7 separate regions of the Mus musculus genome follow, and regions 1, 2, 3, 4, 6 and 7 are each linked to region 5. The links are chromatin contacts, called in public HiChIP or PLAC-seq and promoter capture Hi-C maps. All regions are on one chromosome and are shown on one strand. Each heading gives the region's core, a stretch centred on a gene start, on an enhancer-like site or on the middle of the called end of the contact. The rest is flanking DNA. Distances are from core to core; before and after follow the strand shown. Region 1 holds the start of Cmtm2a (CKLF-like MARVEL transmembrane domain containing 2A). Region 2 holds the start of Ddx28 (DEAD box helicase 28). Region 3 holds the start of Cmtm3 (CKLF-like MARVEL transmembrane domain containing 3). Region 4 holds the start of Tk2 (thymidine kinase 2, mitochondrial). Region 5 holds the start of Cbfb (core binding factor beta). Region 6 holds the start of Slc7a6 (solute carrier family 7 (cationic amino acid transporter, y+ system), member 6). Region 7 holds the start of Pla2g15 (phospholipase A2, group XV).

Evidence for each region. Promoter capture Hi-C pulls out the DNA fragments that hold promoters and counts their contacts. HiChIP or PLAC-seq counts read pairs in DNA pulled down with a chosen protein or histone mark.
Region 1: a promoter capture Hi-C map of stem cell-derived epiblast-like cells shows a contact between it and region 5, with 2.9 times the contacts expected there. The contact joins the promoter of Cmtm2a here to the promoter of Cbfb in region 5.
Region 2: a promoter capture Hi-C map of liver shows a contact between it and region 5, with 4 times the contacts expected there. The contact joins the promoter of Ddx28 here to the promoter of Cbfb in region 5.
Region 3: a promoter capture Hi-C map of stem cell-derived epiblast-like cells shows a contact between it and region 5, with 3 times the contacts expected there. The contact joins the promoter of Cmtm3 here to the promoter of Cbfb in region 5. A contact is called at or near these places in 2 of 39 promoter capture datasets (hippocampal neurons and stem cell-derived epiblast-like cells), 3 of 484 Hi-C or Micro-C datasets (embryonic stem cells, reprogramming fibroblasts and uterus) and 4 of 115 datasets of contacts at active chromatin or transcription factors (embryonic forebrain, embryonic stem cells and microglia).
Region 4: a contact with region 5 is called in an H3K27ac HiChIP or PLAC-seq map of microglia, with 6 times the contacts expected there. The contact joins the promoter of Tk2 here to the promoter of Cbfb in region 5. A contact is called at or near these places in 10 of 39 promoter capture datasets (the 3T3-L1 cell line, 3T3-L1-derived adipocytes, the HPC-7 cell line and 7 more), 2 of 484 Hi-C or Micro-C datasets (both in CD4 T cells) and 3 of 115 datasets of contacts at active chromatin or transcription factors (bone marrow-derived macrophages, memory CD8 T cells and microglia).
Region 6: a contact with region 5 is called in a promoter capture Hi-C map of liver, with 2.5 times the contacts expected there. The contact joins the promoter of Slc7a6 here to the promoter of Cbfb in region 5. A contact is called at or near these places in 2 of 39 promoter capture datasets (liver and pre-B cells).
Region 7: a promoter capture Hi-C map of liver shows a contact between it and region 5, with 3 times the contacts expected there. The contact joins the promoter of Pla2g15 here to the promoter of Cbfb in region 5. A contact is called at or near these places in 2 of 39 promoter capture datasets (liver and pre-B cells) and 1 of 115 datasets of contacts at active chromatin or transcription factors (pancreatic cancer cells).

The regions. Positions count from the first base shown.
Region 1 is chr8:104,290,763-104,294,486 of GRCm38.p6, forward strand. Cmtm2a (CKLF-like MARVEL transmembrane domain containing 2A) reads right to left here and starts at 2,419. Exons shown (of 5, transcript NM_027022.4): 1 at 2,136-2,419; 2 at 1,876-2,034. The coding sequence starts at 2,294. It overlaps Cmtm1 (CKLF-like MARVEL transmembrane domain containing 1), which reads right to left. Exons shown (of 4, transcript NM_181990.2): 4 at 2,780-2,985. The coding sequence ends at 2,848.
Region 2 is chr8:106,009,084-106,012,887 of GRCm38.p6, forward strand. Ddx28 (DEAD box helicase 28) reads right to left here and starts at 2,403. Exons shown (of 1, transcript NM_028038.3): 1 at 533-2,403. The coding sequence starts at 2,341. The coding sequence ends at 719. It overlaps Dus2 (dihydrouridine synthase 2), which reads left to right and starts at 2,395. Exons shown (of 16, transcript NM_025518.4): 1 at 2,395-2,495.
Region 3 is chr8:104,338,939-104,342,949 of GRCm38.p6, forward strand. Cmtm3 (CKLF-like MARVEL transmembrane domain containing 3) reads left to right here and starts at 1,656. Exons shown (of 5, transcript NM_024217.3): 1 at 1,656-1,957. The coding sequence starts at 1,811.
Region 4 is chr8:104,246,261-104,249,824 of GRCm38.p6, forward strand. Tk2 (thymidine kinase 2, mitochondrial) reads right to left here and starts at 2,298. Exons shown (of 10, transcript NM_021028.3): 1 at 2,141-2,298; 2 at 1,387-1,424. The coding sequence starts at 2,273.
Region 5 is chr8:105,168,650-105,172,679 of GRCm38.p6, forward strand. It overlaps Cbfb (core binding factor beta), which reads left to right and starts at 2,025. Exons shown (of 6, transcript NM_001161458.1): 1 at 2,025-2,404; 2 at 2,657-2,743. The coding sequence starts at 2,327. It overlaps Gm22063 (a small nuclear RNA gene), which reads left to right and starts at 3,847; the gene lies at 3,847-3,953.
Region 6 is chr8:106,167,354-106,171,357 of GRCm38.p6, forward strand. It overlaps Slc7a6 (solute carrier family 7 (cationic amino acid transporter, y+ system), member 6), which reads left to right and starts at 1,501. Exons shown (of 10, transcript NM_178798.4): 1 at 1,501-1,601.
Region 7 is chr8:106,148,783-106,152,724 of GRCm38.p6, forward strand. It overlaps Pla2g15 (phospholipase A2, group XV), which reads left to right and starts at 1,572. Exons shown (of 6, transcript NM_133792.3): 1 at 1,572-1,831. The coding sequence starts at 1,705.

The DNA.
Region 1 (3,724 bases), core at 1,169-3,668, 880 kb before region 5:
CTTTACCTCCTCACTTGAGAGTATTTGAAAATCCATATCTCAAGTTCCTGAGATGGCACCTCAGGAGTCTATACCAAATCTATAGGTTATTGATCACTGCTCTTGTTTACCATCTCTAGAACCCTTACATCCTCCCTCAATACCCCACTCTTCTTCCTCCTCCTCCTCCTCCTCTCCTCTCCTCCCTCCCTTCTTCCATTCCTCCTGCACTTCCATTCCTTCCTTTCTACCCTCCTTCCTTCCTTCCTTCCTTCCTTCCTTTCTCCCAGTTTAACTATTTACTTAAAGCCATATTGGCTACACGTCAACGCTATTTTGGGGTCCGTATAGTAGGACTGACGAGCACAGGCTGACGGGCTTTGCCTTTTACTAAGCTGAAGGAAATCTCCTCAGCTCCTTCACTGAGCACACGGGCTCCATCTTTTTCACTTTGTCTTCTGTGCGTTCTGCTTTCAAAGGTTCTCATTTGCATTCTCTTCTCTTTCCCTCCTGTACTGGTGGTCTTCCTGAGGACTGATGGATCCCTGGACACCAACAGCTTTTAATAAGAGGGCCGGATAGATAGGTGGTTATGGCTAACAGAAGCATATTCCATCATGTTTGAATGTCTTCCCTCCCCCCCCCTTCTGTGTCATAGTTGGGTAACACCCAAGAGTGAGTTGTTTGTAAATGAACAAGGTGAGTTGGAACATGATGTGTTCATTGGCTAGGACGGAGTTAAGGAGTTATACTCAAAGATTCCATATGTGATGTGGGGGAATTTAGGGCCTGAGTCCTAAGACACAGTGACAAGAGTTTACATGTAGTCAGTCTCACTAGAAGTTGTTGCCGTCTCCTGTGGTACAGATAAGAGAGAGAGGAATGAGCAATGAGGTCACCCAGCTTAGCCTCACCCATTGGATGACTGTTTTAGGTAAGTGTGATGGTTTGTATATCCTTGGACCAGGGAGTGGCACCATCTGGAGGTGTAGCCTTGTTGGAATAGGTGTGACCTGGTGGAATGGGTGTGTCACTGTGGGTGTGGGCATAAGATCCTCACCCTAGTTGCCTGGAAGTCAGTCTTCCACTAGCAGCCTTTGACTGAAAACGTAGAACTGCCTGCGCCATGCCTGCCTGGATACTGCCATGCTCCCACCTTGATGATAATGGACTGAACCTGTAAGCCAGCCCCAATTAAAGGTTGTTTTTTTATAAGACTTGCCTTGGTGATGGTGTCTGTTCACAGCAGTAAAACCCTAACTAATACTGTAAGCTATGCTTCTGACGAATTCTTTATATTCAGAGACCTGACACTTTTTTCTCCCACATGATTGATATTTGCTTCATTTTACTGTACTGGTTTATGCAGAGTCTGGTTTTCTTTTTTCTTTTTTTGAATCCTAGATTGATATTGCAATAGGACATATGCCAGCATTATCAGAAATGGTTGGTTGTTATGCCTTCCCTATTTCTATCTATCTATCTATCTATCTATCTATCTATCTATCTATTTATTTATTGGTTTGTTTTTTTTTTTTTTTTTTTTTTTTTTGAGACAGGGTTTCTCTGTATAGCCCTGGCTGCCCTGGAACTCACTTTGTAGACCAGGCTGGCATCAAAATCAGAAATCTGCCTGCCTCTGCCTCCCGAGTGCTGGGATTAAAGGCGTGGGCCACCACACCCGGCTCACCTTCCCTATTTCCGAGGACAGCAAAGCCTTTGCGTCTTCTTTCTTTGACCTAGCACAGTTACATGTTTGGGAGCATCTCCTGCCTGGCTTTTCCTCTCCAACCCAGCTTCCCAGCCCTGAGCACCGGTAGAGGAGGTGAGGTTGTCTTTTTTCCAGTTGTTAGAATGTGACCCACATTACCCCCCTCCCCCACAGTCTTTACTTACCGCCATAGGCCAGAAGACGAAGGGAATGTATCTGTTGATGGCTAAGGTGTTAAGGAAGATGAAGAATATGCAGATTGCCGCTTCCATACAGATGAGCAGGATCAGGACCGGATGTGGGAGCATTGTTTCAAAGTAGTCTAGTGCAGAGATCATGCAGCCCTGGGTGGAAAAATAGATACACCTGAGCTGCTGCAAGCACTCTCCCCTACTTCTGAGGACCTCTCCAATCCCAACAACATATCGACTCCACTCCAGTATACCAAAGACAGAAGCTTGAACACGGCGTGTCCTGACAGCCAGAACTCTTTATTGCTCTCTTTCAATTCCAATAGATAGCGTCGAAGCCCCCTTTTTGGGGTCGTGTCCTCTCTGGGCTGACCTCCTCTGGGCCGAAATGGAAACTTTATCGGTGCTGCCATGGTTGTTAGCAGGTAGTTCTCAGCTTCCTACCGCCCAGCCTTGTCTGCAGTCGCTGAACAGGCCCAGCTCGAGAGAGAGCCTGGTGTCTCCTGACCTGTTCAAGGGTGGCTCTCAACTGACCACTGGAACTGCAGAATTCTAACGCTTGCTCTTGATTGGCGCGAGCCCACCTCATCTAGTGGACCAGCAGGATCTCCTCCATGCAACAGGAACCAGACAGTCCCACCCTCCATGCACCAGCATTCACTGAGCCCCACCGGTCCTAGCCAGGCCGCCCTCAAAAAGGAGTCCCAGGTTTGTGGCTGGCCTTTGCTCCCACTCCCTGGGGTCCTTTTCCTCCCAACCTCCAGGGGCAGCTTGTGGAGCAAGAGGCAATGGAACGCGCGACTTTTACAGAAGGCCACGGGAGAAAGCAGAAGTGCTGCCAGCATAGAAGCCGTGCCTTTAAGGTCACACTCACGTACGTGGGCATGGGAGCTCCGTGATGGCCTGGTGGGAGTGATTATACATGTAGATATGATCTTGTGTCACCCAGCGGAGGGCTGGGTGACGTCAGTGCTGCTTCTGCCTCAGTTGGGTGGCAGAGAGCTTAGTTTCCCTCGCCAGGGAACTTTTCGCTTTGTTCCTCCTCTTCTCAGTAAACAGCAATGCATCGATGACACACAGGACTGCTGCCGAGAGGCACAGGATCTGTCAGACACAACGCGGGTGGGAAGGAAAGGCCAGATGACTTTACAAGCTCAGCTCCATCTCTCATTCCTATTCCTATCCCACGAGGGCAGGAGTTGCAAAGGCCCTGGGTCCCTCCAGGCTGCAGTAGGCCAGGTTTCTCTTTCCAAGAAACCGGAGGCAGTGGGTTTTGCTGCCTACACTGGCCTGAACTTGACTAGCTATTCCAGCCATAAATGTTTCCTTCTGGGCTACTTGATGACAGTTTCCTAGGAAGTCTTGTTCTAGTCCCTGTGTGAGTTTCTCAGGGGAAAGGGCTCTGTTCCAAGAACCCAACTCGAGCTTGGCACAATCCAGTGGGGTTGACAAATAGTCACCAACTATAAAATGAACTTCAGGGACTTAAACTCTTTTTTTTTTTAAGTAAGTTTCTATCTTTTTCTTCATTCTTCTTTCATATGTGTCTGTCTCTGTTTGTCTGCATTTTGTGTATGTGTGAATGTATGTATGTGTGTAGTCCTGTGCATAACACATCATGTGTGAAGGTTAGAGACAACAGGAAGGAGTTGACTTTCTCCTTCCATCGTTTTGATCTCAGGGCTTGAACTCAGGCCGTCATGCTTAGTGGCAAGTACCCCTGAGACATCAGCCCTGCCTCAAACTGTTTTCTCTTCTTGATTAACTTCTGCCCACATTGATAAACTTGATCCCTTGAAGTCCCATTCCCTTACTTTTCCCATTCTTCGAACATTTGATTGGC
Region 2 (3,804 bases), core at 1,153-3,652, 840 kb after region 5:
TACATACCACACATAGACAACTTCAAAATCAATCTAAAAGAAAAAAAAATCAAAGCAACTTAACCCAAGCCAACAAAATCCTACATATGGTAGAGTGTAAGTCATAAAAATCTACTGAACTCTATTCAAATGGTGGTTACTATTATAGGTGCCCCCCAAAAAATAGTATTAGCTAAGTGAACTCAGAGATCCACCTGTGTCTACCCCCTGAGTACTGGATTAAAGGCATGTGACACCACTACCAGGAAAGGGACCCTGTCTTTAAAAAAGAAAGGAAGATTACTAGAGACCAAGTCCATTATGTGATATACAGTGCCAACTTGTTTCAAAACACACAGATAAATCACTTTTTAAAACTCCTAAGAGGTCCACTGAGATAGCACAGTGGGTAAAGGCACTTGTCAAGCAAGTGGGATGATCTCAAGTTAGATCCCTGGAACACACAGAAAGGTGGAAAGAGAATCCTGACTACACAAAACTGCCCTCTGACCTCCACACACACATACAATGAGAAGAAAAAGAAATCATGACATAGTGTAAAGTCAAAATCCACTTTATTTTCTGAACGTTACTTTCCAATCCTGTCCAGTAGTTTACTTTTCAAATCTCCAAACAATTCATCATGCTTTCAGAGAGGCAAGGGCTGGCGTGACTCAATGTCGCCCACTGACAAGTGTTCAACTTCCTGCTCTAGCACTAGATTCAAGCCAACCAAAAATCAGGCCTTTTGAGGCAAAGGGTCCCCCACTGAAGATGCTAGTCCTGGAAGGCTTCTCCTTCGGCGAGCTGCCAGTTCAATTTTCTGAACCAGGCTCACATCCCAGGGGTGGGTCACAAAACTGATAACGGACCCTGGCACTTCGCTGCCCACACGACCCACCCTTCCTGCTCTGTGGATGTAATCCTGCAGGGTAGGGGGGAAATCGTAATTGATAACCACTTCCACGTGGACACTGTCTAGGCCTCGGGAGGCGATGTCTGTGCAGACAAGTATGTTCTGGGAGCCCTTCTGGAAACTCTGGAAGATACCTGCCCTCATTGAGGCCGGCATTTGCCCTTGCAGCCTTAGATGTTGAATCTTGTGGTCATCCAGAATGTACCCAAGCCAGTTCACGGTGCTGGCGCTGTTGCAGAATACCAGGACAGTTCCCGAGGGTTCCGTCTTACTTGCTTTGTCCTGCTGTTTGAGGATCTGAACCAGTTCTGTCACCTTGTCTGCTCCCTTCAGTCTCATAAATGTCTGTCTGACATGAGGCATGAGACAGTGCAGCTTGGAGCTGGTAATGGTGGTCAGACTGTCTGGACTGGTGACTTTACTCAGTAACTGGTTTAGGCCTTCTGGAAACGTGGCTCCCACCAGCACTAACTGGGCTTTGGGATTAAAGGGGTCTTCTAACTCGGCTGGACTTTCTGCTATAGGGCTCTTTTCCAAGATGTAGTCCACCAGTTCCAGGAAGCTTTCATCTAGCAGTGTGTCTACTTCATCTAGCACTATGAAGTTAAGATGCTGTAAGCTGATCAGTTGACTTTTCAGAGCCTTCCACAGCGCCCCTGGAGTAGCCACTAACACATCGGCTGCCGGTCGTCTATACAGCTGAAGTTTGAGCCTACTCATCCCGAGGCCTCCGCCAAGTTCTATCACCTGCAGGCCCAAGTACCCACCCAGTGACTGGGCCACTGCCTGCACCTGTTCGGCTAGTTCTCGGGAAGGTACCAGAACCAAGCCTCGAGGAGCCGTGAAACTGCGGGAGTCCAGGTCTGACCCTCTCAGGAGCCGCTGAAATAGGGGCAGTAGGTAGCTAAGCGTCTTGCCACTGCCAGTTTCCGCAGCGCAAAGGAGGTGGCGGCCTCGAAGCAGTGGGGGGATGGTTTTCGACTGCACTGAGGTTGGCTGCACAACTTCGGGGACAGCCTCCTGAAGCGCCAGCAGCACTCGGGGTTCCAGACCCAGGTCCACGAAGCTGCCCCGGGACGAGAGGTTCCTCAGGGCGGGCGCCTCTTGCTGCACTCGCTCTATGGAGAAATGGTCTTGCCGCGATCGCCGATGCTTCCAGCCACGGGAAGCCAGTGGCGCTCGCTCCCAACGGCCCAGCGTGAGGCGTGCGGGCTGGTTCAACTCCGGCCGCCGCGCCGAGACCAGCAGGGGACCGGGGCGCACTAGCACTGGCCGCTGCAAACTCCCACGGCCGCTCTGTCGCTGTTCCTGCCGTCGCTGCAGAGCCCGCGGAACGCGCACCACTGGCAAGGACTGGTCGGAACCGCGCACCACTAGGTTCCGTCGAGGCTCCAGAAGCAACCGTACTGCTAACGCCAGCAGCCGCGATGGCCCGGCTAAAGCCATATTTCCCTTGATGCAGAAGAGGCGCGCGCTAATGACGTCAAGCACGCCACCGTAGTCTGGAGTACGGTGGCTGGCGCGGATCAGGGTGGCGTGTGGCGCTGCAGCACCGGCTGGAAGGAGGGAGGAGGATCCTTAAGAGTTCAGTGGCTGCGAGGTCTGTAGGTTTCCACCCGGCATGGCGATGTCCAGATTGGAGTCATCTTTGGGGAAGGGTACTCGGTGGAGGCAGGAATGGGAGTCCGCAGTAGGAGGGGGCCATGGGTCCCTGGCTCAAGGAATCGAGTGAGGATGGCCTCTGTCATTTGAGTGCTTAATTTCTGATAGTCTTAACTTGTGGTCTTCATTGCCTCGCTCAGTCATCCCATAGAACTCCAAAGGTACAAAGTTCGACGATGTTTTCGTAGATATGCAATCCACTCAAAGCCTGGGTGATGCAAGTTTGCTGAGACTGAATGAATGGTAGGCCAGGGGACTGAGACAGAAGTTGGGAGTCTGGGTTTAAGCTCAACCCAGTTCTTTAGTTTAGAACCCAGAGTGCATGCTGGTGGCCTTCAGCTTATTTCGTCTTTGAAGTTAGAGAGATGGTCTCCGTTCTTTCAGGTGTAGTTTCTCAGGTTTTTTTTTTTTACACTTTGACCCTACCTCTCCAGGCAAGTTTCACCCTCCTTTCCTTGTCGTCGCCCCCCCCCCCCCCCCATGCATCTCAGCCTGGACCCATCACTCTAGCGGTCTGCTCATAGCCACTGGCTTCTCAGGCAGATTCCGAATTGCCTGACTAGAAGTAGAAAGAAGGGTCCCGTTACCCTCCTGGAGTGATGAAACTTATCTCACATAGCACCGGTCAAGCAGACTACTTGACATGAATTTAGTGGTTCAGGTTATTAAACGTTTAATTTTTTTTTTTTACTTCATACTTTTTGAACATATCTGAAAAAATGGGCATCAAGTGTCTGGAGTGGGAGATAAGGTCAATGTTTGTGGATTGATTACCTGGGAGGTTCCTAACGTCTGGAGAAAGTGTTTTAATTTCATTCATGGGCTGGTGAGTTGGCTCAGTGGGTAAGAGCACCCGACCGCTCTTCCGAAGGTCCGGAGTTCAAATCCCAGCAACCACATGGTGGCTCACAACCATCTGTAACAAGATCTGACTCCCTCTTCTGGAGTGTCTGAAGACAGCTACAGTGTACTTACATATAATAAATAAATAAATCTAAAAAAAAAAAAAGTTTAATTTCATTCATTAGAGCTGGCCCTCCATATTTATAGGTGGACCTCTGTGGAATTTTCCACTGTAGAGTGAGAATATTCATGAAAAAAAATGTGTCTGTACTAAATATGTATAGACATTTTTCTTTAATGTTACTCCCTAACAATACAGTATAACAAGTATATACATCATGTTTATATTGCATTAGTCATAAGCAGTTTGCAGATGATTTAAATCATGTGGGAGAGCGTTGGGG
Region 3 (4,011 bases), core at 406-2,905, 830 kb before region 5:
AAAGCTCAAACTTGCCCCAATCAGCAAGAAGGACTAATAATAATGTTGCCCCTTTCCAACCCCTGACTTTATTCTGGGATCTCTTTCCTTTCCTTTCTCCTTTCCTCTCTATCCATTTTTCTCTCTTATCTAGTGTTAGAGGGTTGAAAGTGTGGAAGGAAAGGTATGGAGAAGGGTGGAAGAAAGAAGAACCCACTAAGTAGCCAAAAACAGCTACAGTCACCTCTGGTCTCTATCAGCACCCAGACACAAGAAAATGCACACACACACACACACACACACACACACACACACACACACACACACACTGTTAGAAAGGACAGATGTACAAAGTCCCCGTGGCAAGAGGAAGCATCAATTTTCCTGAGGGTGCAGTGGGAGGGATCATGACTAGTGATCTTAGCGCATCCGGGTGACAAGGAAGAAAGCATTAGTCTCTTAAAGAGCCTCACGATAGTTAATGGGGCAGGAGTGCAGACTTAGTGGTATTAAGAGAGCATCCATGATGGGCTAGCCGTGGGGGAGAACAAGGATAATTCCAGATCTCTGGTTAGTCCAGCACAGAACGAACCCAAGCCTTGGGCAGCTAACGAAAGAGGCCAGGAAGGAGGATGGGCTGGCTGAGGCCTGACAGGAGCGTGGCCTGTAAAATAGAGGAAGATGGGCAAGCCAAGAACTAGCGGGAGGGTGGCCTGGGAAGTAGTAGGAAAACTCTGAGAGGAGCCAAGAAGGGGAAAGCACTCTGAAAGAACTGATCTCGCCTGGTTAGAGCCAAGCCTGGAGAGGACTTAGCGGAGATGGGGGTGGGGTATGGGGGCAGTGTCCCTGTCCTGGAGTTGTCTAGGCAGTAAGTTACTTCGAGCTTAAAGAGCAGAACCGCTGAGCAAGGACAGGTGGTCGCTTTAGGGGGCGCTCAGGGCAGATAAGTGGGTCTGTGTCAGTCAGGACGGGGGGGGGGGGGGGGGGGGTAAGGAGTCAAACGACAAAAGAAGACTCCAGGCCAGCCACACAGAGCAAACAGAGAGCTGGAGTGCGAGGGGACTGGGAGGATCTGGGTACAGAATCTGTGTCACCCCGGGACGTAGCAGAAATAGTGAGTGCGGGAGGTGGGGAGGTAGGTGCTAGAAGGCTGCATGGGAAGGGGTGCGAGAATGGGGCAGAAGATAGGTGGGGCAGGTAAAGGAGGTGGGGGGGGGCAGTAGAGGGGGTGAAGAATGAGAAGTGACCGGAGGATAGAGGGCCAAGGATAGTCGGAGGGGCAGTGTAGTGCAAAGATTCATGGGTGGGGAAGTGAGAAGAGCAGGGTCGGAGGGACTGTGGGGTGCGCCGGGGTTGGTGGGCGGGACAGGATCGAGGGGGAACTGAGAATGAAAGGACAAGGTGCAGGGAAGGATCCTAAGGCTAGTGAAGAGGCAGAGGAAGTAAGTGGAAATAGAGAAGACAGAGAGAGACAGACTGGACTACATCTGAGGGGCAATGAGGAGTGGTTGGAAGGATGGAGCAGGATATGGGCAGGACGTAGGCAGAGGGGGAGTGGGGGAGGAGGAGATGGGAGGATCCACAGGACGGATGGGTAAGGCAGCGTCCACGGAACACGGGGGCTGCGTAGAGAATGGTCGGAGGGAGGATGGGCGGGGCAGGGTTCGAGGGGCAGTTGTGGGTGGGGATGGGGGAGGTGGGCGGGACAGCGGAGGATGAGTCCCCGGCCTAGTCTAACTCCACTTTTTCTTCTTCCGCACAGCGGGTTTCCGCTTCCCTCCAGGGCGGTGGGTGAGGCAGTGAGGCCCAGGCTCGACCAGATAGCGCCGCTATGTGGCCCCCGGACGCAGAGCCAGAGCCCGATCCAGAGTCCGCGCATGGCCCCCGAAGTGGCAGGACAGTGCCGGGACTCCGAGCCCTGTTGCCCGCGCGCGCCTTCCTCTGCTCTCTCAAAGGCCGCCTCCTGCTGGCCGAGTCGGTGAGTGCGTGTGCTCCCCGGGTGCGTGAAGCCCGGTACCCGCGCCCCAGCCTGGGGCCTTGCACCTCCAGCCCAGGAGAATTTGGACCACCGCCCCCAAGCTTGCTACGACTTCTCTGTAGCGGAGCTCGAGTCAGAATCAGGCCCGAGCCGTGTTCTTCCCGGATTCTCCAGTCTGCGAGGCCCTCGAAAGGGACCAGAAGTCAAGGGTTTGGGGTCCTGGTCCCCGCTGGAGCCGCAGCTCGGCTGCTGTGTGACCTCGAGCGCCTCCGCCCTCTCTGAGTCCCCGGGACTGCTGCGCTCGCTAAGCTTCTTCTGGCCTCGCCCGCCCTGCACACCCTCCCACCTCCTAGGCTGAGACCTAGCCGCCTGTGTGGTGAAGATCCTACGGAGTGGGATGTGCCCCCGGGGAGTGGGTGAGGCAGGGGCCACGTAGTGAAGACACAGGCGGACCACTGTTTCAGGGTGGCGAGCCTGCGGGGTGACTTCATGCCCTCCTTCCCCCCTCCCGCGCTGTACTCCTTCCTCCTCCCTGCTTGTCCCCACCCGGATAGGAAGGTCTCCTTTGTCCTCCCAACACTCATCATCACGTGTGGGGCGGGAACTGGCATGGAGCCTATGGAGATGGGGAGAGGGGTGGGAGGAGGGACGGTGGAAGGAGGAAACAGACCATAGTGACAGCCACTTGTTGCTCAGATACCTAGCAACTTAATATCCGACCTGCTCCCACTTCGAGTTGGGGATAGGAGAGACAGTGTCTTTAACTGCTAGGAAACTTGGCAGGTGACTCATCCAGTGACCTTGAGGATATCCTTGAGGGCAAAAGGGGGGTTCTGCCCCAGGACCTCTCCGTTGTACCCCAGGACCTACTAAGGAGCATCAACCCTGAGGTCTCCGGTAGAACCTAATACTTTGTTCCTAAATGAGGTGCCAAGCGGACCTAGAGCCCATTTTCTGGCCGTTTCAGATCTCTGGAAGCCTCTGGGAGGCGTGGGGCGGGTCTTTGAATCTACTGGCCACTGGCTTCAGTCCTACCTGCCCAGTACCCCTTCATGGAAAAGGAGTGAGTGCCAACCAGAAGTCACAAGATGTCCTTGCCCTAGCTGGGTGCCAGAAAGACAGGCCTAAGAAAATATGAAGGGTAGTAAGCTCATAGGGTATAGGGGAGCCTCCCCCAGTCATTCCTCCCCCTTGGTCTCATGCAAGTAGGGAGTCTGACCTGGATAGAAAGCTGGAGGAAGAAGCAGCCACCAAGAACTGGGGAGTGAGAAAACAGGAGTGGGGGAGGGAGGAGGTTGGGGCAGGGGAGTGCCACCAGAACCAGACTTTTTCTTTTTTTTTTTTTTTCAAATTTATTTATTATATGTAAGTACACTGTAGCTGTCTTCAGCCAGGCCAGAAGAGGCGTCAGATCTCATTATAGATGGTTGTGAGCCACCATGTGGTTGCTGGGATTTGAACTCAGGACCTGGGGAAGAGCAGTCAGTGCTCTTGCCTGCTGAGCCATCTCGCCAGCCCAGAACCAGACTTTTTTGAGGGGAATGGGTACAGAAAAGAGGAGAGCCATACGAGCAGCCTTTGGCAAGGAAATACAGTAGGAGCTGATAGCAACCTCAAAACGCCTTTCTCTAAGCCTTAGTTTCCTGTTTGCCCAAAGGAAGCTCCTCTTCCCCCATGACTTGTTCAGTAAAAGAGATGGGAGTGGAGTTCCTGTGATCAGTTCATTTGTCTGAAGCAGCCATGGTATTTCCTGCAGGACACCTGGGTTTCCCTTACAGCCTCTTAAACTACTAAGCTAGTGATAGGCTCAAAGCCGTCCGTAGTGATAGATGAAGGGAGATGGAGGCCTCTTATGACCTAAGTACAGATTCTGACGCCCTCTTACTAGGCTGGGTGACACTAAGCCTGCTTCTTCAAAAGAGAGGCTGTGAGGAGCACGCAAATGTTCAGAAGTGGAGAAGTCCAGAAATCTTAGCAAGGACTGGGCTTGAAAAAGCCACTGACCTATCTTCTTCATCTTGTTTCCCCGCCATGCACAAAGTCTGCAGTACTAA
Region 4 (3,564 bases), core at 1,048-3,547, 920 kb before region 5:
TTCTACAAACTGCTACTGTACACCCAGGGGTGCATCAGACCATATCCAGAACAGGTCCAACACTTGGCAAGGTTAGCTCAACAATTACAAATACAAATTCTATGTCACTAGCTATCCATATTTTCTTTCTCTCCTTCATTCATTTTATTTATTTATTTTGGTTGTTTAAGACAGGGTTTCTTTGTGTAACTCTGGCTGTCCTGGAAATCCCTCTGTAGACCAGGCTGGCCTTCAACTGAGAGAACTGCCTCCCGAGTGTTGGGATCAAAGGCCTGTGCCGCCACCACCACCTTCCTCCTCTAACTTTTTAGATGTATTTTATATGGATAAATGGTTTGCCTGCTTGTACGTCTGTGCTCCAGTGTATGCCTGGTGTCCATGAAGAGCAGCAGAGGCGGGGTCAGATCCTTTGGAATTGGAAGTAAACAGTTTGTGGGCTGTCACGTGAGTGCTAGGAACAAAAACCTGAATCTTCTGTAACATCAACAAGAGCTCTTAACTGCTGAGCCATTTCTCCAGCCTTGAAAACCAAGCCTCCTCTTCCTGTGATGTCACTCCTGCTTCCCAGGGACACGCCTTCCTCCTGACTACCTCCACTGCCCCACCAAGGGGTACAGGAGGGCACACCTTCCACCCTCCAGAGGCACTAAGGTGCTCCAGCTGCCTTCTCCCCAGCCATCTGAGCTCAAGGCTTTCAGCTCCCTTACAGAAACGGGCCCTGACCACTTGGGAGTGACACACAACTGAAATCCCAGTGTTCAGGAGGGGTCGAAGCCGAAGGATCACAAGTTTGAGGCCAGCCTGGGGTGAGATGATCTCAAAGGAAGAAACTGAACCCTTGGGCTGGTGGTAACCAAAATACTGCTGCAACATTTAAACCTGTCTAACTTGCACTTCCTTTGACCTCACAGCCCCAACCCCCAGAGCCTGCCTGTCAAGCACCTCCTGACTGAGGCCACCCTGAGGTCCCTCGTGGATTCTCTGGTCTCCACTAGACAGCAGAAGGAAGTGAGAAGAACACTTCCCCCCACATCTGGGCGGGGCAATCGGCAGTGAAGCAAATAGATGCAATTTAAGCCGTTTAGATGGCTCGGTCAGCATCTTTGGCAGTTCACAAACACCTGAACATGAGTGCTTACTACCTGAATGCAGCTCGAGGCCCCACTCCCGCCCGTACACACAAGAAATGGCTAACGGTGATGGAATCTAAGGAGAGGAACCGGGCCACAAGAAGGAAGAGAGATTTGTGACCCTGGATATCGTCTTGGGTTTGGTTTTTCACTGTGCGCACCATTGTTTTTGTTCTCCGCCTCAAAAAAAAAAAAAAAAAAAAAAACAAAACCAAACCGAAATTACGCTGGAGAAAGCATGCAAAGAGAAACTTACCACTGCTTTTTTCTCCTTATCATTTTCTCTATCTTTATCTAAAAAAGGAAAGGAAATCGATGTTTCAATTATTCACTCTGCTCTGTGCTGACCTGATAAATGACCACACAGTCATTGCGTATGCGTGTTCCCTGGCTTACAAAAAATGTTTGCCATTCTTGGGACTCTCTACAGTTGGGTCCGTATGTGTCGCTGTACTGGGCCCAGGCCCATGTGTGCTTGCTTAGTTTCCTTTGCTCGGTACATTCTACTTTCCGTTTCACCTGGATTGTGTGCTTAGGATCTTCACAGCGCACCCAGGGATAACCTACACTCTGAGAGATTCCAAGGGTTGGGACCCAGGCTGTCTAGGCCAAGACTGGCAACACTGCCAACCCACCTGGCAGCAGCAGCCCGAGGCCAATGAAAGCTATGTCACCTGGCTTCCATTTCCGAAGAGAAAGATCCGCACTGCCAGCAAGAGGAGAAAGTCGCAAGCCTGAACCCGCCCCCTAGGTCCGCAGACACCTGCATCCACTAAGAGCTGATTAAATACAGCTCGTGCCCCAACTAGCCACCTCCCAAGCCTAAAGAATCTGACAATAAAAAATAAAAATTAAAAAAATGGGCCGAGAAGCCGCGTTTGAGCCCCACTAAGTGCCGATCCTGACAGTTCATTAGGGTCCCACAGTCCCCAGACCCTTCCTGGGGACTAGCAGGTGAGGGGGCGGGGTTCAGTGTGGCCCCTACGAGGTGGCACAAAAGCACTAGTTACCCGGAGGCCAGGCGCGGCGAGGTGCCCACAGCGGCCCGGCGCCCGAATCGAGGCTCCCGGGGCTCCCGGAGCTCCCCGGGCCCACGCTACGCAGGGACCGGGCAGCCCAACTACGCAGCGACCGCAGCAGCATAGTCCCTGGCTGATGTGCAAGTCCTACTTCCTTCCGGTGCGTCCTGGAGCCCCGCCCCACCCCTTGTCCGGCCCCGCCCCTTAAGGGATCCGCTAGTATTTCTCCCTCTAGGCTACACCGAAGAGATTCAAAGTGAGGATTTCCCCACTTACAGACCGCAGAATGGCCCTGACCCAAGTAGATTTAGAGAATGGATGGCATAATAATGCCGGGGACTGCTTAGTATATCCGATTACTTCCTTGGTTGCCGGCTCCATCCACACCTCGCACCGCCTACTCAGGATGTCCTGTATTTTCCTTCGAAAATACTCTGCAAGTAGACCTTGTCAAACTTGGGAACATTTTCCAAGCTTGTCCTTGGGCTTCAAAGGGCCCTCCTAGGTTTAATCCCCACCATCACAAAAAACAGTGTGAGGGACACAGGTGAGAGGGCCGTGAAAGCCATTGTTCCCAAATGTTACAGTCTTTGACATTTTCAACGTTTGGATTTTAATGTTCCTCGGGAAAGCATAACGAATATCTCCCCTGAATGAACAAAAAAGGGATAAGAAAAAAAGCATGTAAGGCCAACTTGTAAGCAAAAATAAGCTTGGGTACTATAATTCACCCATTCAAGACCAATAAGCCCAGATGTTGCCGCCTTGACTGTATATGGGCAGTTACAATGCGTGTAAAGAAGATTTCCACTTCTTCCAGGTGGCAAGATGCTGGCAGTCGTCTTGGGCAAAATGAAGAAAGACATTTTCTGGGTTTTGTTTTACTCTTTTAGATCTGTAACAAAAAAGCCATCACCCTAACAGGGCTTCCTGTTTATTTGCTAGGCACCTAGTAAAGGCAAATAAAATCTTCAAATTCAAAGTCGACAGTTGTGTGTGTGTGTGTGTGTGTGTGTGTGTGTGTGTGTGTGAGCGTCTTGGGGTGAGATTGTTGGTAACTGTTGATCAGATTCAGCCAAATGAACAGATCTTAGATGGGCAGGATCCAAAGAGATCTAAATGGACTGGGGTTGTGGGCTAGTTAATTCTTACCAAGGCAACACAAACTAGAAACACCTCGGGAAAGGGAGCCTCAATTGAGAAACTGGCTGCGGCAGATTGGCCTGTGCGCATGTCTGTGGAGCATATTCCTGTTGCTAATTGATGAAGGAGGGGTTTTGTTGTTGTTGTTGTTTTGTTTTGTTTTTGTTTTTTGCCTCCTTGCTATGGGCAATGCTGTCCCTGGGCAGGTGAGCTGCGGGTCTTTATGAATGAGCAAACCAGAGAACTACTGAAGCTGATAAACACTCTTAGTT
Region 5 (4,030 bases), core at 775-3,274:
AAAACCAAAAATAATAGATAAATAAATGAATGACTAAGTGAAAAGATGGTAAAATAGCTGAAGATCCATCGATAGAAGTTGTTGGCATCCATTCATGCACCTAATCTGTTCTATAGGCTTGGGGTGGGATGGAGGGTGCCTGCCCCAAGAAGGAGATAATTCCATATTTGCTAATGGAAGGAGTATGTCTTTTAAAACCATCAACCTAATCACCTCCTTCCTCCTTTTTTGATTCTCTTTTTTGGCACAGGTCCTCGGCTCAAGAAATCTTCCCACCTCGGTGGCCAAAGTCGCTGGCACTGTAAGTACGTGCTGCTTACAAATTTCACTGCTAAAACCCCTGACCATGAAGGCTGGGACTGCAGCTCAGTGGTAAAGCGCTTGATGAGGTGAATCCCTGGGTTTGAACTGCACCGCCTAGACTGTGGTGGTTTGAGTGAGAAATGGCCCTCCCGTAGGCTCAGATGTTAGAATACTTAATCCCCTGTGATGGCACTGTTGAGGTGTGGCCTTGCTGGAGGAAATGTGTCCCCAGGGCCATCTTTGAGGTTTCAAAGCCACTGGCATTCCTAAATCTTATTCTGCTTTCTGATTAAAGATGTGAGCCCTCAGTTTCCTGCCTCTGTCACCATGCTCCACCGTTCAGGGATTCTAACCCTCTGGAGTGGTAAGCTCACACAAACTCTTCTTATAACGTGCCTTGGACATGGTGTTTTATCATGGCAGTATGTTTTACTCAAAACACACACACACACACACACACACACACACACACACACACACCACTCCCACCAACAAACCTTTAATTTTGGGTAATCAACTCTCCAGACTTCAGTTAAGATGATTAACCCTCCTAGTTTGTTAGGGACTGAGCAGCTTCAGAAGGCTTGGGGGGCGGGGGGAGGTCATTGCTAAAAATGAGAGCTGTCTATGGCAAACTAGGACAGTTCCTTACCCACGTTTAGGTCCCTATCTAATAAATGAGATTGGGCTGGACTAGCAGTGAAATTCTGCCAAAATCTGTATTCAAGCAGGCATTAACAACTGACCTCAGAACTGATTCCAGTGACTTATGAGTATCTTTTCACAATCCTTAGCATCTGGCCAGCTGCTGCCAAGAGTTGGCACTTACCTGCCATCCTTGAACTGAACTTTTAACAAACTGCGATTTTTAAGGATCAGAGTTTATTGAGGGTCAGCTTTAGCTCAAGCTCTGCTGCAAACCCCGAGTCTGGTTTTCTTCTGCTCTGGTAAGTTCTCTAGAACTTGCAGATCTTGGATTTTTTTTTTTTTTTCTTGTTTGATTGCACATTTGGGTAAAAATATGGACTGGCAACCGGTTACATATAATTAAGATAGTTTTCCTTTAAATGATGTGCTAGATCTACATAAACACTCTCCTACTAACGCCATGAACTTATGAGTGTGCATTTTAGAAATTACTAATCTGAGACTTACTGGTCTGGTACTTGTCTAAACCTTGTCTGCAGGCAGAGCTACACGGAATCCTAAGGCCAACCCCGTTTCAATAGCCACCACCTTTTTACACCATGATTTGGTTAGATGCTTACTTCCACCTTTCAGTGCACAGTCCACATCCCTCCCTGTATGCAAAGTCCTCTAAGATTTAGGTTTCCTTGAATTCAAGTGGCCCTTCTGGGGGTGACTCTGCGTGGCTGGCTGGGGAGCCAAGAAGTTCCAGATCGCTCACAAAGGGCCAAAAAAAAAAAAAAAAAGGTCTGCGGGTCCGCTTCTAGTTGCTAAGAGAGGGGCGGATCCCTTCTGGGCGGGTTGTTCGCAGAGAAGCCCGCGGACAGGCAAGGGGAAGTGCTGAGGAAGGAGCAGGGTTTCACTGCAACCCAGCGGCCCCGCAAGCGGGTGGGTGGCGCATGCGCGGCGCGGGTCGTGGAGTTGTGAATGGTGCGTCTTGTTTGCTAGAGTTTGAGGCGGGCGGGCGCGCGAGGAGGAGAAGGAGGAGGAGGAGGGGTGGGGCCGGCGCGGGGCGGGAGAGCGAGGAGGGCGGCGAGAGGAAGTGGCGGCCGCAGCCGGGGGAGGCTGGAAGCTGTGTCTGCGCGGGCGGGCGGGAGGGAGGACGGCCGGCAACGGCTGAGGCGGGCGGCGGTAGCGTGGGTTGGGCTCCAAGCACACGGCCGCACCTCAGCCTCCCTGGAGCGGGAGGCCACGCGGGCGGGCTCCTGAAACAAAGAGAAGCGGGAGTCCGGGTGCCGCGGGTGGGCGGTCAAGGCGGTCAGCACCGGAGCCCGCCAGCGGGTGCCCGCGCGAGCCTGGGGAGCGCGGCCGGCCGGCGCGGCCTGAGGGCGGGAAGATGCCGCGCGTCGTCCCGGACCAGAGGAGCAAGTTCGAGAACGAGGAGTTCTTCAGGAAGCTGAGCCGCGAGTGCGAGGTGAGGCGGTTGGGGAGGCGCGGAGGCCTCGGCGCGCCCCGAGTGGGCCCGGGGAGGAGAAAAGTTTGAGCGGCTCGGTTGCCGGGAAGCCCCCGGGACGGCGCGCCGGCCGAGGGGGAATCTCGCCCCGGCAAGCAGTCCGCCCACAGGCTCTGCTTGCCCTTATCGGAGCCGCGGGGAGCGGGCGGGCGGGCCGGCGGGTGCCGCCGCGGATTTGACTCCTGATTTCGGGGCCGTCTCTCTGCCTTGCAGATTAAGTACACGGGCTTCAGGGACCGGCCCCACGAGGAGCGCCAGACACGCTTCCAGAACGCCTGCCGCGACGGTCGCTCGGAGATCGTAAGTCGCCGGGGAGGGACCCCCCCACCCTACCCCCGGTGCGCGCGGGGAGGCCGCGGGGACCCAGGCGCGCGCCAGTCACTTGTTGCGCGCGGCCCCGGGCGTGTTCCGGACGGCGCCGCGGACGCTGCGGCTCCCGGAACTGAGCCGGGGGCGCAGGCTCACTTCCTTAGTCCGGATTCGAAAAGCAAGAAAGAGGCAGATGCTGGCGGGGCGGCTCGGCTCGGCCCTCGGGCGGACCCGCCTTCTCCTTGGCCCGCCGCGATGGTTCGGTTCGTGGGATGGTTTGCGTGTCCTAGTGCCGGCTCGGCAATCCGAGCGGAGCTCCAACCGGAGCTTGGCGGAGGTTGTCGCCTAGGCTGTGACCTCCGCCAGACATCGGGGTGCTTGTAGGAAGGATACAGCCCTACGTGTAAAGAATCATTGGAGGGGGATCAGCGATAGGCTTGTTTCTGAGAAGCGAGATTGGTAAATCTATATGAGAAGCTATCTCCCAGTACAGCCGAGAGTAAATCTATTCCACTTATCTGTTGTCCTAATAGAAGAGAGAGACTGTCCTAATAGAAGAGAGAGACGAGAGAAAGGGCCCCAGTGGATGAACAATTTTCTTTTCTTAAAATGTTAAGAATCCGAAAGAAATCTATATTTTCCTTTTTCTAACCTCGATGTGCCTGTCTGAGTATTGGAGTTGCTAAAGAATTGCCTGGTGCTACACAGACAAATCCCATAGTTCATCTAGAGGTTCCTGTTTTATATTTGAAGACTGCTATGGACTCGGCAAGTCCTGGGTTGAAAAATATCGAAGTGATCTAGTTCCTCTCTTGCCTCTTCGTTATCCTCCTTAGAGGTGTTGGTTAGGAAGCAACGAAAAGAAGAACTGTAGGAAAGAGATTTTTTTTGGTTGGGTGGTTTTTGTTTTGTTTTGTTTTAAACTGAAGCACTGTGTAATGAAATCCTAATATTTGCTCAAGTGACAGACCCATTGCCTTAGCCCAAACTTTAAGTAAAGGTACAATTTGAATACAGGTTAACAGTATAAGGCTGTTGGTGAATGTCGCTTTTTTTTTTAATTGAGATGTAGTTCGTATAACAATGAACAACTTGTGCTCGCTTCGGCAGCACATATACTAAAATTGGAACGATACAGAGAAGATTAGCATGGCCCCTGCGCAAGGATGACACGCAAATTCGTGAAGCGTTACATATTTTTAAACTTTATATGCCCCAGAACAGGGGAACGCCAGGGCCAAAAAGGGGGAGTGGGCGGGTAGGGGAGTGGGGGTGGGT
Region 6 (4,004 bases), core at 251-2,750, 1.0 Mb after region 5:
CTGGTCTATCCTGTTGGCTATGTTCAGGCTGGATTCTTCCAAATGCCTCTGGCTGTGCTCTCCCTAATAGCTACAATAAAAACCTTCTCTTCGCCGGGCAGTGGTGGTGCAATGCCTTTAATTCTAGCACTTGGGAGGCAGAGGCAGGTGGATTTCTGAGTCTGAGGCCAGCCTGGTCTACAGAGTGAGTTCCAGGACAGCCAGGGCTATACAGAGAAACCCTGTCTCAAAAAACAAAAAACAAAAAACCTTCTCTTCAACCATACCTAGGAGTGATCATGTCCCTGTTTTTTTCATTCATCAGGAAGGAGGAAGGAGAGCACTTTAGGAGAGGTTTAGTTAATTATTTGGTTTTTCCAAAGTTTAAGTGTAACAGAACCCTGGCTGTCCTGGACTCGATTTGTAGACCAGGATGGCCTCGAATTCACATAGAGTGACTTCCCACTGCCTCCTGAATGCTGAGATTAAAGGTATGGGCACTATTGCCCGGCACACTACTTATCTCTCAATAAGGTTTAAATCTTAAGCGAGAAATGCAGAAAGAATGGGGTCCCTTGCAAACAAACTCCCAAGTCTGTTTCTTTCAAGGTATCTGACAAGTTGTAAATATTTAGCCAGGAGATATGTTCCTCCTTTAGATGTTTCGTCCACTTGATCTCCTAGCAGGCTATTCCTGGAGGAAATACTGATTTCTTGGGTTTTTTGTTCTTGTTTTTTGTTTTTTTTTTTTTTTTTTTGTTTTGTTTTGTTTTTAAAGTCTGATAGCCTACGAGAAAAGCACAACTGTCTCGTTAGACTATATTTATCCCTGCCAGACTGGTCAGTTGTTAGAAGGTCCGGTGGAATATAAAAGGCAGGAAGTCTTAGAATGAACGCCAGCGCCACTAGAGGAAAAAGATAACCTAAAAGGAGATAGAGGAGCAACCAACGGGAGAAGAAAAGGTCAGGATGTCCCAGCATCCCCAAGAGGGGTGTCAGCAGGGTCGGGGGAGACCAGGACAAAGCGAAGAGAGCCAGAAGTGGCAGCCTTCCTGGGTCTAATGGAGTCTGAACTGAGTGTCAGAGCACCGGTCCCGGGAGTGTATTTCTTCCTGGGTTCCCGGGCTGAAGGGAGGCAGTTATCTAGATAGGGAGGCGGTCCAGAGCTCTTTGTGTCAACTGTCTGGGGTCCCACTGGGCGTGCAGTCCCCAAAGGCCAAGGAGGAGAAGGTGTGTGTGGGCCCGTTAGAGCTCCAAGCAGCAGCATCCTCACGTGGAGCCCCAGAGGCTTCAAGTGACTGCGTGGGGAGCCGGGGAGTGTCCATCCCAGGTGAGGGTGACCGCACCCCAGTCACAGCCCGCGGGGAGAGTCCGGGCGCGGCCTGCTGGAGGCTGCTCCGTAACGGTACGCGGATCGCCCAGGGCCCCGGCGTGCTCCAGTGCCCGGAAGCAACGCCGCCTGGGGCCCCCGCTCCGAGCCGGGTCCCCTGGCGGCGCGCGCTGTCGCGATCCGGTGCGAGTGACGTGGCGTGGGCGGGGCTTGAGCGGCCGCCGGGGCGACGGCGCGACCGAGCATCCTGGAAGCTCCGGGCCACGAGGAGGTAGCTGGCGAGGCCGAGGAGGTGAGGGGCTGGCTCCGGTTCGGCTCGGGGTCGTTCTGGTGTGCGGCCGAACACTCTTGCGTGGCCTCCGTGGCCGCGTGCTGGATGCGGGGCCGGAAACCGCGTGGGGCGGAGGGCGCGGGAGAGACGCGGCGGCTGAGAAGAGGACGCCGGGAGCGTGGATCCCTGGAGTGGACCGCCGTGTGAGGAAGACGCAGGCGCGCGCGCGGGCGCGTGTGTGGGGAGAGAGACCCCGAGGGTGGCTTTGTGAGTGTGCAAGATCCCGAGTGTAAGGGGGACTGTTTGTGAAAAACTGTGAGATGGTGAGTGTAAGGGGCCGTGTGTGTGTGTGTGTGTGTGTGTGTGTGTGTTTGTTTGTGTGTGTGTGTAGACGGAAAAACCCAGAGTGCGAGGAGGAAAACCGTGGGCGTGAGGGTGGCTCTGGAGTGTGTGCGACCCTGAGAGAGACGGAGACGGTGAAGGAGGTTTGAGTGTGAGAGAAGCGGGCGTGAAGGCTGAAGGACTGAGCCCTTCGCAGTCCGTGACCGTGCGAGCCTGGGTGAACCTCCCTGGAGCACTGAGAGGTGGCGGAGGAGGAGGAGGAGGAGGAGGAGGAAGAAGCCGTTGTGTGTGAGGAGGGCAGAGACAGCAGGGCGGGTGTGTGAATGCAGGAATGCAGCTTCTTGGGGGCTGTTGAAACCTCTGACTCCGGTTGGGACTTTTAGAGTGCTGAGGTATTGGCGTTTGGGAACACGGTGCTCTTACTCTTTTGAGTGTCTCCTGTATTTTGTCGTCTCATTGGACCATCTCATGTCACAATTATCAGGAAATATTTGGGAAATGTTCGGAAAATTTCTGTTACTCTGCACACCAAGCCAAAAGGCTGGTCACCGCGTTGTGTAATGGGTCAGTATAAATAGAAAACACCTAATTTAACAAGTCTTGGGGAACCAATCGAGATCACTGGGTTATGTGTTGGAGAGAATGCAATCTCCGCTGTTATTGGGGGGCGGGGAGAACGACCCCTCTCAGTTTTGGGCAGCTCATCTAACAGGCTATATATGCTCAGCTGTTTGGCTCCTTATATCTGAGAGCCAATCGATCTCGGATTTAAAGACTTAGGGGGAGCAGATTTTAAAGTCTGCAACTGCTTCCTGGGGTCATTTTTACTTCTTTACCTGGTGAGGTCCTTGAGGAATCTACCCAGGCTTCCTATTTTGTTCAAGTTCCATTGTGATTTCATACAGATAGCTTTTGCTTCCCGACATGGGTCTTAGGCTGTTTACTTGAGTTATATTTGATTTTTCTTTCCTGGCAAATGTGTGGAAAAATCACCACCCTGGTGGAGAGAGAAGGCAGTACTTGCCATGCAAGTGGGTTTCATTTCTAGCACCTCGAACCAAAGAGAAAAAGAGAGACAAAGATGGAAACCATAAGCCTGATCCCCTCTCCATACCCTTCCCCACTGGAGACAGGGCTTCTGTGTTTAGCCCTGGCTGGACTCTTCTCTGTAGACAAGGATGGCCTTGAACTCAGAGATCAGCCTGTCCCTGCCCCCCCCCCCTTTTTTTTAAACCAAAAGCATGTTTCATTTATGTGGCTGGTCTGCTAAGTTTCTTGGTAGAGGAAATTCTAGAGTGTGGAGATGTTCTATAAAAGTTGTGTAAATGATGCTCTTAGAATCAGGGTTTCTCTGTGTAGCCCTGGCTGTCCTGGAACTCACCATGCTGACCTTGAACTCAGAGATCTTCCTGCCTCTGCCTCCTTACAAGAGGAAATAGTATCCTAATGCTTTCTATAAGTTAATATTTTTTTGATAAGTAGCTAAGAATTTATTCTTTGTTGTAGAGATTGAATGGCCAAAACAGAGAAGTAATTCCTTGAAGTAAGGAATAATTTTCTCTTTGGTACCCGACCCATTTGTGATCAAACAACTTTAAAAAAATGTGAATTTTTATTTAGTTTGGACAGGTGACTATTACCACTCTGTTCTTTATTTGCTTTTTTTTTTTTGTTTTGTTTTAATGATTTATAAAAAGGAATCTGTAGGGTTTGTTTGTTTGGTTGGTTTTTCTGAGACCCGGGTTTCTCTCTATAACCCTGGCTGTCCTGGAACTCACTCTGTAGACCAGGCTGGCCTTGAACTCAGAAATCCTCCTGCCTCTGCCTCCTGAGTGCTGGGATTAAAGGCGTGTGCCACCACTGCCTGGCTGGAATCTGTAGAATTTGCATACTTTGTAACAATGATGCTAGTAAAAGGGCTTAAAAATCATAGTGTTATGAAACATAACACATGTTATTAGTAAATAAATTATGCATTTATATTTTTAATTTTTTTTCAAGATAGAGTTTCATGTAGCCCAGGCTGGCCTCAGACTCTGTAACTGAGGACGACTTTTAGCATCCCAAGTGCTGGGATTATAG
Region 7 (3,942 bases), core at 322-2,821, 980 kb after region 5:
TGCAGGCACCAGGCATGTATGTGATACACATACATGTAGGCAGAAATACTCATACATCTAAATAAAACAAATAGATCGTTTAAAAACAAAACAAAACAAAACTTTCTAAGCTGTGAGGTGATGGCACACACCTTTAATGCCAGCTCTAGGGAGGCAGAGGCAGGGGGATCTCTGTAAGGTTGGGGCCCAGCTTGGTGAGTACCAGGATACCCAGAACGGCCGAGAGAAATCCTCCTGTCTCAAAAAACCAAAATACAATTTAATAAATAAATAACTTCCTATTTTGCTATAAAAACTAGAATTGTTGGCATTAACGTGGGGTCAGCTGTTTACCAAGAAGAGGGAAGGAAGAGGTGGGGGGTGGAGCAGAAGTCTTGGGACCAAGCAGTGTCCCAGAAGCACAGTTGGCCTTCAGAAGGAAGTATGTAGAGGGTTATTTCTCAGAAGCACTGGTCAGTTCACCCCCAGAGTGTTGGCATATTACTGGGTGTTGAGCCTTTTGCCTACTACCGTCTGGGCCCCAGCTCCTCGCTCCAGTCAGTCTTATGCCCTTCCTGAGTCCTCAGGCTTGCGCGGACAGGGGCTAAAGTGCCAACATGAGCTCTCGAGCCCTGTTCTTTGCAGGGGAATCCTACAGAGAAATGGTTCAGACTTTCAGATCCAAACCACTCCCAACTCTATTCGTGTGCTGCACTTACAGAGTGACAGACCGTTTGAAACAGGCTGATCTCTGGGCCGTAGTGCCGCAAGCCTTTAATCCCAGCACTTGGGAGGCAGAGGCAGGCGGATTTCTGAGTTCAAGGCCAGCCTGGTCTACAAAGTGAGTTCCAGGACAGCCAGGACTGCACAGAGAAACCCTGTCTCGAAAAACAAAACAGAAAGAAAGAAAGAAAGAAAGAAAGAAAGAAAGAAAGAAAGAAAGGAAGGAAGGAAGGAAGGAAGGAAGGAAGGAAGAAAGAAAGAAAGAAAGAAAGAAAGAAAGAAAGAAAGAAAGAAAGAAAGAAAGAAAGAAAGAAAGAAAGAAAGAAAGAAAGAAAGAGAGAAAAAGAAAGAAAAAAGAAAAGAAAGAAAGGCTGTTTTAGCTTCTTCTCCCAGACCTGCTTCTTGGGTTCTAACATGCATTTCTACCGGCAAGGCAGACAGTAAAAGTTTTCTGGACGTGGGCGGCCAAACCTAGATGCCCCTGGGGATGCCAGTGTAAAGGCCGTATAAAGGTCCTGGACAGCTGCTGGTCACCCGAGTTCCAAAACACTAACTTCCTCTTTTTTTGTTTAGAGACCATTCACCCATAGCAAATGAAGGGCATGTTTTTGGTCCTTGTGCTGTGGGAAGGCTAGGAATTAGGAATGAGAACTACTTGAGTGGACTTTGAGAATTGTTCTGTGTTGGGTTCACGGTGAGGTGAGATGGGGCTGTGTAGGAGCAGGGCGACAGCTGGGATGATAAGCGGCTCCCATCGGTTGGTCGATCGATGCGTTCGGCGCGCAGCAAAGTCCCGGAGGTGGGCATGGGCGGGTGGTGAGCTCCGGTGGGAGGGACGCTCGTGGCGGAGAGTTGCAATTGGTAGAGCCTTAGCAAGAGGCGGGTCTTAATTGACTGGTATCTGCGAGCGGTGGGGTTAACTAGCTGAGCTGCGGCCCGGGCCTAGGCACGATCCCTAATCTCTAAAGCAGCCCCTTGGACCTGCGACCACAGTCTCACGCCATGGATCGCCATCTCTGCACCTGTCGCGAGACCCAGCTCCGGAGTGGCCTCCTGTTACCTCTGTTTCTACTAATGATGCTGGCAGACCTGACGCTCCCGGCCCAACGTCACCCCCCGGTGGTGCTGGGTGAGACTCGTGTTCAGGGTGGTGGTGGGTGGATCCTGCAGGATCCAGTGCAGCCAGGGTCTGGTGGGCCAACTGCTCTGTTGTGCATCTGCTTTAAGCACGAAACCCAGAGCATTTGGTTTCTAACCTGGGTCAGTTCGGTTAGCCCACCTCCCGCCATACCGGGCATGGGTGTGGTCTGGAGCCCTCTGAAACGTGAGAGTAAAGGGAATAGATAATGTCTGGCTTTCCACTCCACCTAACTGCAACAGCTCCAAACCTTGCCTCGCCATGCCCCCATTTCTTAGCTGGAAAGACTGAGGCAATTCAACCCTACTTCAGCGGGTTCCTAGGCAGTCTCAGAATCGGTCATTACCTCCTACCCTCTCTATTTCACAGGGAATGAGTGGTAGCAAGTTCTATCCACGCTGGCCCCCAAAAGCATTTCTCTGCTCTCAGCTTATGGAATGGATGGTATTGACTTTCGAGGAGATGGCCTAAGGGAAACAGGGTGGCTAAGGGAAGGGAGGAGAGAGGAATGGGGTTGGGACAACAGTCTTGAACTGGCGTTGAGGGAGTCCGGGAGTCTGAGAGCATGCCTCCACTCTCCGCTTCCAGACCTAATTACTCTAGGCTGTACTGAGGCCAGGTGACATTCCCTGCCCACTTGCTCTTCTGTCTTAGACTTGGCAGCGGAACAGAAATAACAATGTTTCTATGTGGTAATAGGCCAGGCTAAAATCTCTAGGAGTCTTAGATGCCCCATTCAGCCAATGGAAGTCGTTTTGAACTGGTGTTTCGCTGGCCAGGACTCCTGAGAACAGAGACATGCTGAAACGTACGCTATATATATGTTTATGTATGTATATGTGTGTGTGTGTGTATATATATATATATTTTCTTTCTGCTGGAGCATAAATTCCTGTGCTCTTTCTTCCCTTTTTTCTTTTTGTCTTGTCTTAGACAGGGTTTTTCTGTGTAACCCTGGCTGTCCTGGAACGCACTCTGTAGACCAGGCTGGCCTTGAACTCAGATACCCACCTGCCTCTCCCTCCCAAGTACTAAGATCAAGGGTGTATGCCACCATGCCTAGCTGAGAAACCCTCTCTTGAAAAGCAATGTCATTCTAGGTCAGCGAAGGGGATGGGGGATTCTGAGCCTAGGTTCCCTTTGAGATTTGTATACAGCTGGACCTGCCTCTCTCAAGCTTCCTGGATGGTAGTAATAGTGCCTCTCAGAGAGGTCATCCTGAGAGGTGAGAGAGAGAGGTGTGGGAGCGCTGGGGAAGCCTTCCTGGAATATGCAGGAAGTAAGGTGGCTTGGAAGATTGCTCCAGGCTGGTCAGCATGGAACTGGGGGAAGGCAGGAGATATGGGTGGTGTAGAACTTGTGACTTGGTCATCTGGACTTTAACCCTGAGGACCAGTGTGAAGAAGTCACGTGTGAATGTAAGAAGATCTAAGAATAAGGCCCATGACATTGAGATGTGTGTATTCTCTGACCACATACGCGTTTCCTACTTGAGGCAGAGTCTTTGTAGCCTTGTCTTCTTGCTGTAGATCAGGCTGGTCTTGAACTCACAGAGATCTGTCTGCTTCTCCCTCCCTAGCACTAGGATTAAAGGAGTGCACCATCACACCTGGCTTATTTGCAGCATAGTATCGCTTGGACAGATGGGCACTAACTGCCAATTAATCTATGCAGACTTTGGTTATCCTAAATCATAGCTGAGAAGCCTTAGACTCTGAAAGAATCTGAGCTCCTGTATCCTTGTGCATCTTTTCAAGGACCAGGGCTGCTGCCAGAGAGAGCTTTTTCTTGTTTTGTTTTGTTTTTGTTTTTCCGAGACAGGGTTTCTCTGTATAGTCCTGACTGTCCTGGAGCTCACTCTGTAGACCAGGCTGGCCTCGAACTCAGAAATTCTCCTGCCTCTGCCTCCCAAGTCCTGGGATTAAAGGCGTGAGCCATCACCGCCCGGCCAGAGAGAGCTTTTTCTAGGCACAAAAAGTGCTGCAGGGTCCTGAGTTAGTGGGAGAGGTAGCAGAAAACTGATCTTGGAACAGGGGGGTGGGATCTTAGGCAAACAGTTTGCATCCCTCTCAGCCTCAGTCTTCTTATCTGTTAAATGAACA